Linked DNA regions of Capra hircus: region 2 is linked to region 1. The links are chromatin contacts, called in public Hi-C maps. All regions are on one chromosome and are shown on one strand. The core of a region is the stretch at or near the end of the contact, and the rest is flanking DNA. Distances in the headings are between cores, read along the strand shown.

What was found. A called contact is a pair of places that touch in the nucleus more often than the background predicts.
Region 2: a contact with region 1 is called in a Hi-C map of blood, with 2.7 times the contacts expected there. The contact joins the enhancer-like site here to the promoter of STIM1 in region 1. A contact is called at or near these places in 4 of 5 Hi-C or Micro-C datasets (blood and liver).

The regions. Positions count from the first base shown.
Region 1 is chr15:32,115,699-32,120,180 of ARS1.2, reverse strand. STIM1 (stromal interaction molecule 1) reads right to left here and starts at 2,710. Exons shown (of 13, transcript XM_018059438.1): 1 at 1,962-2,710. The coding sequence starts at 2,094.
Region 2 is chr15:32,294,975-32,299,456 of ARS1.2, reverse strand. STIM1 (stromal interaction molecule 1) reads right to left here. Exons shown (of 13, transcript XM_018059438.1): 7 at 695-872. Among named protein-coding and RNA genes, the nearest start is that of RRM1, 18 kb to the left of the region's middle. Within about 2 kb of position 2,561, at least 2 of the 5 cell types and tissues checked have an H3K27ac peak or open chromatin away from gene starts, as enhancers often do.

The sequences.
Region 1 (4,482 bases), core at 1,461-3,960:
TGTAAGGCTAAGCAAAACTCCTGTGTTCTGAGGATACAGAGGGAATCGAAAAGCTATGTAAAAAGCTCCTCACCAAATCCAGTCCATGAGCCCAGACCACCTCTCTGCAAAAACGAGTTCCTATCTGAGTCAGAGACAAAGTCCCAGACAGGCGCAAAGGGACAACCTACCAGAACAACAGTGCTGGGGCCTCCAGTTTACCACCAACCATAGCCATTCCCAGCACCTGGGTCTCTAAGATTTCCTGCCTGGGATTCAACATTATTGTGACAACAGAAAGTAATTTCTGAACTGAGAGGAAAAAAAAAAAAAGAGAGAGAGAAGCTTTAGTATAATCAACATAACCAAGCCTCTAAAATACATTGTGTGGAGGGCTGTCTCCATAAGCTTCATTCAGGGGGTGGTTATGAGAGATGAGGAATGCCTCTTACCTATGGCATACACAAACACACAAATCTTCCTGATAGCTAGCTAGTGCCTAAATTCAAAACTTCATCCCTTTTAGCACATGTTTAAAATACACAAATGGTTCCTTGCTGACCAAAAAAAAAATATATATATATATATTCATTTTACATCAGGCACTCATATTTTAGGGTGAAAAAGGAACATATTATTAGTTACAAACAGGAATGTCACTGGGACAGCAGAAATGCTCCTCAAGTCTTCTTCACAGTTTGACCCACATCGGCCTACTAGTTTCCCCCTTCATAGCCCAATGAGAACCAAGCTTTCAGTTAGTTTCAGGGGCCAAGGAGACAATGTGTGGAGAAACAGGATTAATATGCAAGGAGGTCCTATCTTCAAAGCTACATCCTAGGTGCCATACTTATATATAAGGCAACTTCCGGCCTCACTTGTAAGTCAACCCTTGAGGTACCTATAATCACATCCAGCCCAGTCAAGGAACTTAAAGGGGGATTACCTAAGAAAGGGTCTACCACCAAAGTCAGCCCCAGAATCCATCCATGAAACTTCCTGGCCACCATGACACTTCCTTTTCCTCCTTGTATCAATGGGTGTTCACTCAGGTGACCCCTCCCTTGAGCTTGCCCACCCGTAGGAAGAACCCAGCTATAAATTCTCCTTACTCTGCAGCCCACTGCTTTGGGCAGATCCCAGTGACAGGGTGAGAGACATGAGGGTAAAAAACTGGATTCCTTCTAAGCTTTGTGTAAAACAACTGAATTTTAAAGGTGCTTTTTTTTTTTTTCTCTCTCTGCAACAGAGCACCAGGGCTCCTACTTTTTTGACAAGGCTCCATGAGTACACAGGAAAAAGCAGGAGAGATCAAAAATATCGTAGAACTCCTACCATCATCAGTCAGAAGAAACAGAGTAAGTCAACAAGTGGTCCCAGGAATTATATCATGCCTATGTCAAGAAAAGTCCATTTAACTCCCTAGTGGTAAACAGCATTCCATCTAAGGAACTGCTTTGATATTTCAGATGGGCACAGCTAGGAGACAGCAGATTACCTAAGGGCAGGGAGGAAATAGGGTTCCCACGCTCACTGGAATAGCAAGGCACACCTCAACACTAACTTACAGAGTAATAAAGCTGGCTCAGTCCTGACTTTCCCTGCCCAGTCCAAGTAGCCTCAACCTCCCCTGTGCTGCCAAGTGCTGAAACTGGCCAAGAGCAATAGACTTATCATCTGCCCAGGCCATTATTCCAGGCAAGTAATCCTGAGACAGGGTCTTGACTTGCTGATCTGAAAGGCCAAGGTGTGCCAGAAGCAAACCGCCTTTCTCTGCCAACAAAAGACATCCTGAGGAGGGATGAAGAAAGTTGTTCAAGAGACAAAGACATCAGCAGTAGCTCCTGAACGGAAAGAACTCCCTGGACTCCTAAGAACTGGCAGTGCCATGATTGGGTGCTCCATCAATCACAAGTGTAGAAACCGACTGTTCAAACTTCCCCACTTGGGCAACTCAGTTCTTGCCCGTGGCAAGGCCTTACCTGCTGCAGTGGACTCCTCAGAATTGGCCCCCGAGCCGGTCGCCTTCTCGCTGTGGCTTTGGCTGAGGCTCTGGCCGTGATGCAGGAGGAGCCCCCAAACGAGCCACAGGGCAAGACGAGCGCACACATCCATGACTCCAGGTCTCAGTCAACATGCGCCTGATGGAGACACCTCAGGGTCTCAGAGGCAAAGTTGGGAGCCCGGTCTTGGAACCCCAGGCAAGATGCCCTCGAGGTGCCGCAGCTGTCCAGCCACCCGCGAGTCTGCCTCCTCCGACAGCCAAAGGTCAAGTGCTCCAAGTTTGGGAGCGGGAGGAAGGCCGGCGTCTCCGGCCCAACTGTGGGTCCGCTGGAGCTGCGACGGCCTGAGTGCCCTGTCAGCTCGAGCCGCTTCCGGAGAGTTTGGACAAGGCGGCCGCGGAGCCGCTGTCCGCTCCGCAGCCGGCTACACCCTTTGGGGAGGGGGTGAGCGGGCGGGACCTCTCGCGGTGGGGGAGGGAGAGAAAGGAGGAGAAGGGGGCACCTGGCTTCGCCCCGCCGGGGATCCTCGAGCAGCGCAGGTTCGGGGAGGGCGTGCGACTCCGAGGCCCCCGCGGGCGCGGGCGGCTCGGGGATCCCAGGCCTCCAAGGCCGAGGTCAGCGATCCCGCCCAGTCCCGTGCCCCGGCCGGCGGTGCCCAGGTTCAGCAGGCGGACGCGCACGGGCCAGGCCCGGGATAGAGGCTCGCGGGCGTGCGGGCGGGAGGCGCGGGGCGGGCCCGGGGCGGGCGGGGGCGTGCTCTCCCGCAGGCCCGCCCAGCGCCGCCCGGCCCCCAGCGAAGCCCGGGCCCGCCCCAGCGCTGGGTTTATCCCGGAATAACCTGTTGTAGGCAGCCACCCGGCGCCCGCAGACCCCGGAGGGCTCTCCCGGTCCGCGCTAGTCTCCGCTAGGATCCCTCTCCCCAGCCAAGTGTCGGGTCCCAAGCCTCCCTTTCGCCCACTAGTCTCTCCCGTGCTAACCGCCCGCAAACGGACGGGCTGGCGGGCGCTGACACGCAAGTCGCTCAGGTAACCCAGGCCTGCGGCGGCGGCGGCGATGATGACACTGGCCCGGATCTCCGGGCCTCGGTGCCGACCCACTCGCCTCAGCTCTAGAGCCGGGCAGGGCAGAGGGCCTGGACACTACGACTGCCGCCCGGTACTGCCAGAGGAGACAACGACCCGGCCCGGTTCAGCCGGGGGCGCGTTCCCAGCCCCCTACTCCCGGCCGGCATCCCAGGCTCCGCCCCTCTCGCCGCGCCCCGCAGCCAATCGGCTCCCGCCTCTCTGCAGCTTAGGAACCCGCGCGCTTAGTCACCCCTGTGCAGCGGCCCCTGGCGGGCAAAGCTAGGTTCTGCGGCCGGGATCGGAGCTCCTTGGGAGGCCCTGCCCCTTTGCAGAGAGCTGGGGAATTAGAGCGAGGACCCGCCCCGGGGGAGGCCCATTGGGGCCTGCTAGTGTTTTCAGAAGGAATGATGCCAGAAAACAAAGCGAAGCGTCCAAACCAGTATAGGTAAAATGGCCCCACACATTCCTAAATGGCCAAAGGGCCCCATATCTGCCTTCCTGACCTTCCCCCCCAACTTACCCCCCCCAATCCAAGCTAAGTAGGATGCCCTCCCTTAACTCTCTCAGCCCGTTTTCCTACCCGTCCCCCAACCCCCTCCCCTCTGAGGTTTCTGCGGGTAGGGCCTGTGTAGGTTCCTCCCTGCATCTCACTCTCCCAGCTCTGTCTGTGGCTTGAGGGTGTTAGCGACTTGAGAACGAGTGCCCCTATTAAGAGGGAGAAGCGTCTGGGCCTCCCTCAACAGAGCCTGCACTTCCTGTTCTCTTCTCAAGTGTGCTGTCAGCAGATCTTTACTGAAACCTGCTCTGTGCCCTGCCCTGTCCTTGGCACCGGCGGCAGGAGAAGGGATTAGGCCCCGGCCCTCCCCTGACAGTGCTAAGCCAGCTACCTGTTCTGAGCAAGCCCTCTGAAGATCGGGAACATGGATTTGCCCAACAGCTGCCGGGCTTAAGAGTTAGGCTGTTAATATAAAAATACACCTCCGACGTCATCTACTACCACCCTCCCACTCTCTTATTGAACTTCGGTTACACTGGTCTTAAGTTCCTCAAGCACATGGAATCTCAGCCACCTCCCATGCCTCCTAGCTACTGTGGCTTCTACCTGAAACACTCTCTTCCCCTCCAGGGCCTCCCATGAAAATGGCCCCCTTCCTCACATGACTGACTTCTCATTCTTCCAGATACAATTCAACGGACTTCCCTGGTGGTCCAGCGGCTGAGACCCTGCACTCCCAAGGCAGGGGGCCTGGGTTTGATCCCTGGTGAGGGAACTAGATTCATATTCGGCAATTTAAAGATCCTGTGTGCTGCGACAAAAATGGAAGATCCCACGTGCTGCATCCAAGACCAAGCACAGGCAAATAAATGAATAAATATACATGGAGAAGGAAACGGCAACCCACTCCAGTATTCTTGCCTGGAGAATCCCATGCACG
Region 2 (4,482 bases), core at 1,312-3,811, 180 kb before region 1:
CTATCACTAGTGGCTGTACAGATTGGTACAATCATTCTGGAAAATCGCCAATTTCTCAAAACAAATATATGAATGCCCTGTTACATATCCAAAAGAAATAAGTGATGCCCACAAAGAAGTTTTAAAAGAAAACAAACTTGCAAACAACCCAAATGTCTATCAATAGGAGAATGGATAAATAATTTATAGTACATCCATACAAGGGATTAACACTCAGCAACAGAAATAAACTAAATATCACTACATGCAATAACATGGTTACCTCTCACAGATATAATGTTCAATTAAAGAAACCAAACACAAAAGAATACATACTGTATCATGCTATTTACATGATGTTAAAAATCAGGTGAAACTGATCTGGTTTAGAGGTTACGACTGCAGTTGCCTTTCGGGTGGAGTATTGACAGGGAGAAAGGGGAAGCAGAAGTGAGCCCTCTGAGAGCTTACGAGATTCTGTACCTTGATGTGGACGGCGACACAGGTACATGCATCTGTAAAGCATGCCAGCTGTATACTTATGATCTGTGTATATAAATACCTCAACTAAGAAGGGACAGAATAACTTATCACCTGTTATTCACTGTGCTTTCACAACCGCAGTGATCATTTCTGCAACTTTTCCACTACTCTTGGCCAGACCCTTGGCTCCTGCCCTTTGACCCCAGCGCCTCGGGACTGTAGACTCTCCTACCTGCTCCAGCTCCTCCTCGGCATATTTCTGGCGGCTCCGCTCATTCTCCGTGCCCTCCCGCAGCTCCTTCAGCCTCTGGGCTTCCTGCTTGGCAAGGTTGATCTCATCACGCAGCTTCTTCTCCAGGTGCACCTTTTCCACCTCCACTGTGCGGTGCTCCTCCTGGGCTTTGTGCAGCCTGGAGACAACACAGGGAGCTGGAGGAGCCAGGCCAGGCAGTGCCCGCCAGCTTGCCACAGGGCATGGCATCAAGAGGACGATGAAGCCTCCAGCACTCAGAATATACTCTCCCTACCCTGCCACCTGCCTGGCCCTGGTGAGGCAGCTCAGGACCAACAGCAACCATGGCATTACCCTACTTATCTGGACCATCATTCTGCTGCCAGTAACAAAGGCTGTGAAGCCAAGGTTCCAGGGTATCTGAATCCTTCCTTCTAAGGTGTTGGGGAGACAGTAGAGAGCCTGGAGTGCTGCAGTCCATGGGGTCCCAAAGAGTCAGACACGACTTACTGACTGAACAACAACAAGATGTCTCACATACTCAGATCATAACAATTACTAGTTTACAAGGTTTTCCACATTTGTCCTCCCTGCAGATAATGATACATTGTACAGTTATCAGCCTGGGACAGGTATGGACACAAAGGCTTAGGAAAGGGAACAAATGGCAGACAGAATTGAGACCAGAATTCTAATTTTTATGTGTTCAAATTGCACATTTACTACTCTTATACCAAGGTATCTGGAAGGTACAATCAATGTAGAATACCCTGAAACATAGACCAAAGACCCAGGGAAAGCTTGACAGTGAAATATGCTGGGGGTGATGGTCATGGGGAGATTTAAGGAAAATGAGAAGGGAACTACTGAGCTGTACCTCTTGGACTCCTGAGTACCTAAATCCCAAAAGCACAGAAATATGAAAATCATGCTAAAGGGGCTAGTTAGGATTTGGGGGAGCCCCTCATGCCCCTGACCGTAAGTTCCCTTCCTAAGCACATTCTTTCTCAAGGGCACCACTTATAATGAAAATATGCCCTTGGACCCACCCACACATTCCCTCTGTTTACTGACAAAATCCTTAATCCATCCAGCTAAGCTTCCTTCCTTCTTCCCTTTCTTTGCACTACATTTCTATGTTTATTCATTCATTCATTCATTCACCTATTCCTTCACCTAGTACTTTAAGGTGTCTACTAAATGCCAAGCCCTGTGTGACTCCTAGATATATGGAGATGAGTGAGAAGACTGCCCCTGCCACTGAGGTGCTCATGGCCTAGTCCAATATAGACAAGTAAACAGATAGGTGCACACAGTGTGATAAGTTCTGTAATAGAGAAATAAAGTGTTGGGTAGGCCCAAAGGATGGGGTGGTCAACTCTGCCTGAAAGGAGTAGGGGAAGGTGAGGCCTGGGTTAGACCCAGAGGAAAGAATAAGCATTAGCTGGTCCCTCTGGAAGAGGGAAAGGACTTAGCTACTTCAGGTCTTCCTACCTTAGTAGGAACCACTATGTTACAGGATAAGAGGGGAAAGGAAGAGGAAGAAAACGAGTGATATATGGCTTAGACTTGAGGTACAGAAGAGAAGACCGGCTGCAGAACAAGTAGGGACCACAGAAAAGAGCACTGACCGCTGAGTTAATTAAGCAGGTAAACGGAAGAGGCAGAAACAGAACTGAACCTCTAAAAAAATCCCAAGTACAGATCTGTCAATGACTGAAGCCTCAAAAGATGTGCTGAACAAATGAGGGAAGAGGAAAAATGCCTAAGCTGCAAGCTTTCTGCTGACAAATTGCAGCCTTCTGTGCTCTTTGTCCCTGGAGTGCAAAGGAACTGAACCTCATCGAGGCACTCAGCAGGTGGCGCTATGTGCACAGCTAAAAACAAGCCAGGGGCACCATTTCCAGCACAATCTCTTTGCCCTGAATATCCTCCTTTATTGTACTCTCCCATGACTCAACTGCTTGAAATTAGAGATTCAATTCTTCACTGAAATATTATCCTCTCTGAAAGCAGCCTCTTCTGAAAAGTCTATGATATGCCTGTTTTCTTCATACAATAGGGAGAATCAAAACTGACCTATTTTGGATGTAATAGCGATGAAGATCAACAAATACTACTGGGTGAAGAAATGAGCTAATAAATGTAAAATCAAGCCTGGGCCCACCTCGTCTCCTTCACAGAAGACTGAGCATCTTGAAGGCGGCAATCAGTTACCATCAGAAGTAAGAAAAGCAGGCAGTCTGACCACAGCTCGGATCTATGCAGCTGTGTGACTGTGGACAAGTCTGTTCCCTGGACCAGGCCTGTTTCTTCCTTTTTAAGTGGGACTCAAAATTCCTGCCTGCCTCAAAGAATTATCTTGAAACCCAGTGAAATCTTAACGGAATGCACATGTAGCATTATATTTATTCACCCAAAGCATCAGGAACTCTGGAAAAAGCTCTTTGGTGACTGGCAGTGCAGGCCTGCCAAAGTAAGGAGGCACAAAGAGGCACATGGGCCCCTGTGTCAGAGGAGAATATGTGTGTGCACAGGTGTAAGACTGTCGTGGGTTGGGAGGGGTGTGCATTCGTTTCTCAAAGTGCCACAGTGGCCAGTTAGCTCTGGAGGCCTTGGGGAGCAGGGAGGGCTGGGAGTTTAGTTTTATCCCCAAACTTGGAATGCCTCCTGCCTAGATTCTTTGCCTTTGGAATGAAAACAGTACATGTTTTTCAGACAAATGAAGAATGGGGACTGCCCACATAGCAGCATTTAGCCCCCAGTTGGAAAAGGGCCCAGGAACAAGGGGCCCAGCAAAGTAGCCAGGAATCAGCTCAAAGATAAAACTCCTCTTGCCTCCTAAAAGCCCATGGAAACGAATCTGCTAGGGGTGTCTTTACTGAGGCAGCAGCCTGCGGTTAAAGAAATTCCTAACTTACTACTTACGGACACTTACCCTCTCCGAGGCTTCATTTCTTCAACTCTAAAACTGGGATAACAATACCTACCTAAGAGGGTTGTGGTGATTACAAACAATAATGTTTAAATGTACTTAACAATATCCAGTTCTTAATAAACCATTTCCCCATCCTTCCAAAATAAATAAATAAATAAAAATAATAGAAAAGAGACAGACTTCATTTCCTTTTATGTGGATTCCTGCAAAGACTCCCCAACAGGAGTCCCTAGGCTGTCTGAATCATTTTCTGACAAACACTCCTGAAGTAGGCTTCTCCTTTTCTTAAAACCAAAACAAAGCAAACAAGTAAAATACCCACATTGATTCTCTATTGCCTTTTGCATCCTACTAACATGTGGACACGACTTAGCAGCAACAGCAGCAACATGTGAGTCCAAAGGTACCAGGGATCTGGCCTCACTCTACACACTCAACCACAACCACCAGGTTAATCTTTCCTACCCATCTTTCAAGGCCACCTCCTCAGAGTCCACATCCATTCATCTCCTGCCTCTGTGCCATTCCAGTCCTTGCAGCTCTCTTCCTATAGGATGGCACTGAGTCACTGCTCCTTCTTAAGTGCGTGCTCTGTGGCCCAGAAGCAGTGATTTTCTTCCAATTCCCCACACAGACCTGATTCCTAGATGTCAGAAAGTACTTAGGTTGGCTGGCGGACTGTCACCTTCCCTTCACAGCTAGATCTTCTACAATAGTTTCTAAGCCATGCTTTATTCAAACAGAACCTCAGACTATCAGAGCTAAAATGTCCTGGTATGCTCCTAGTTCAACTCCTTTACATTACTAATGAGGAAATATGTCCCAGAAAGGAAAGGGATTTACCCAGTCA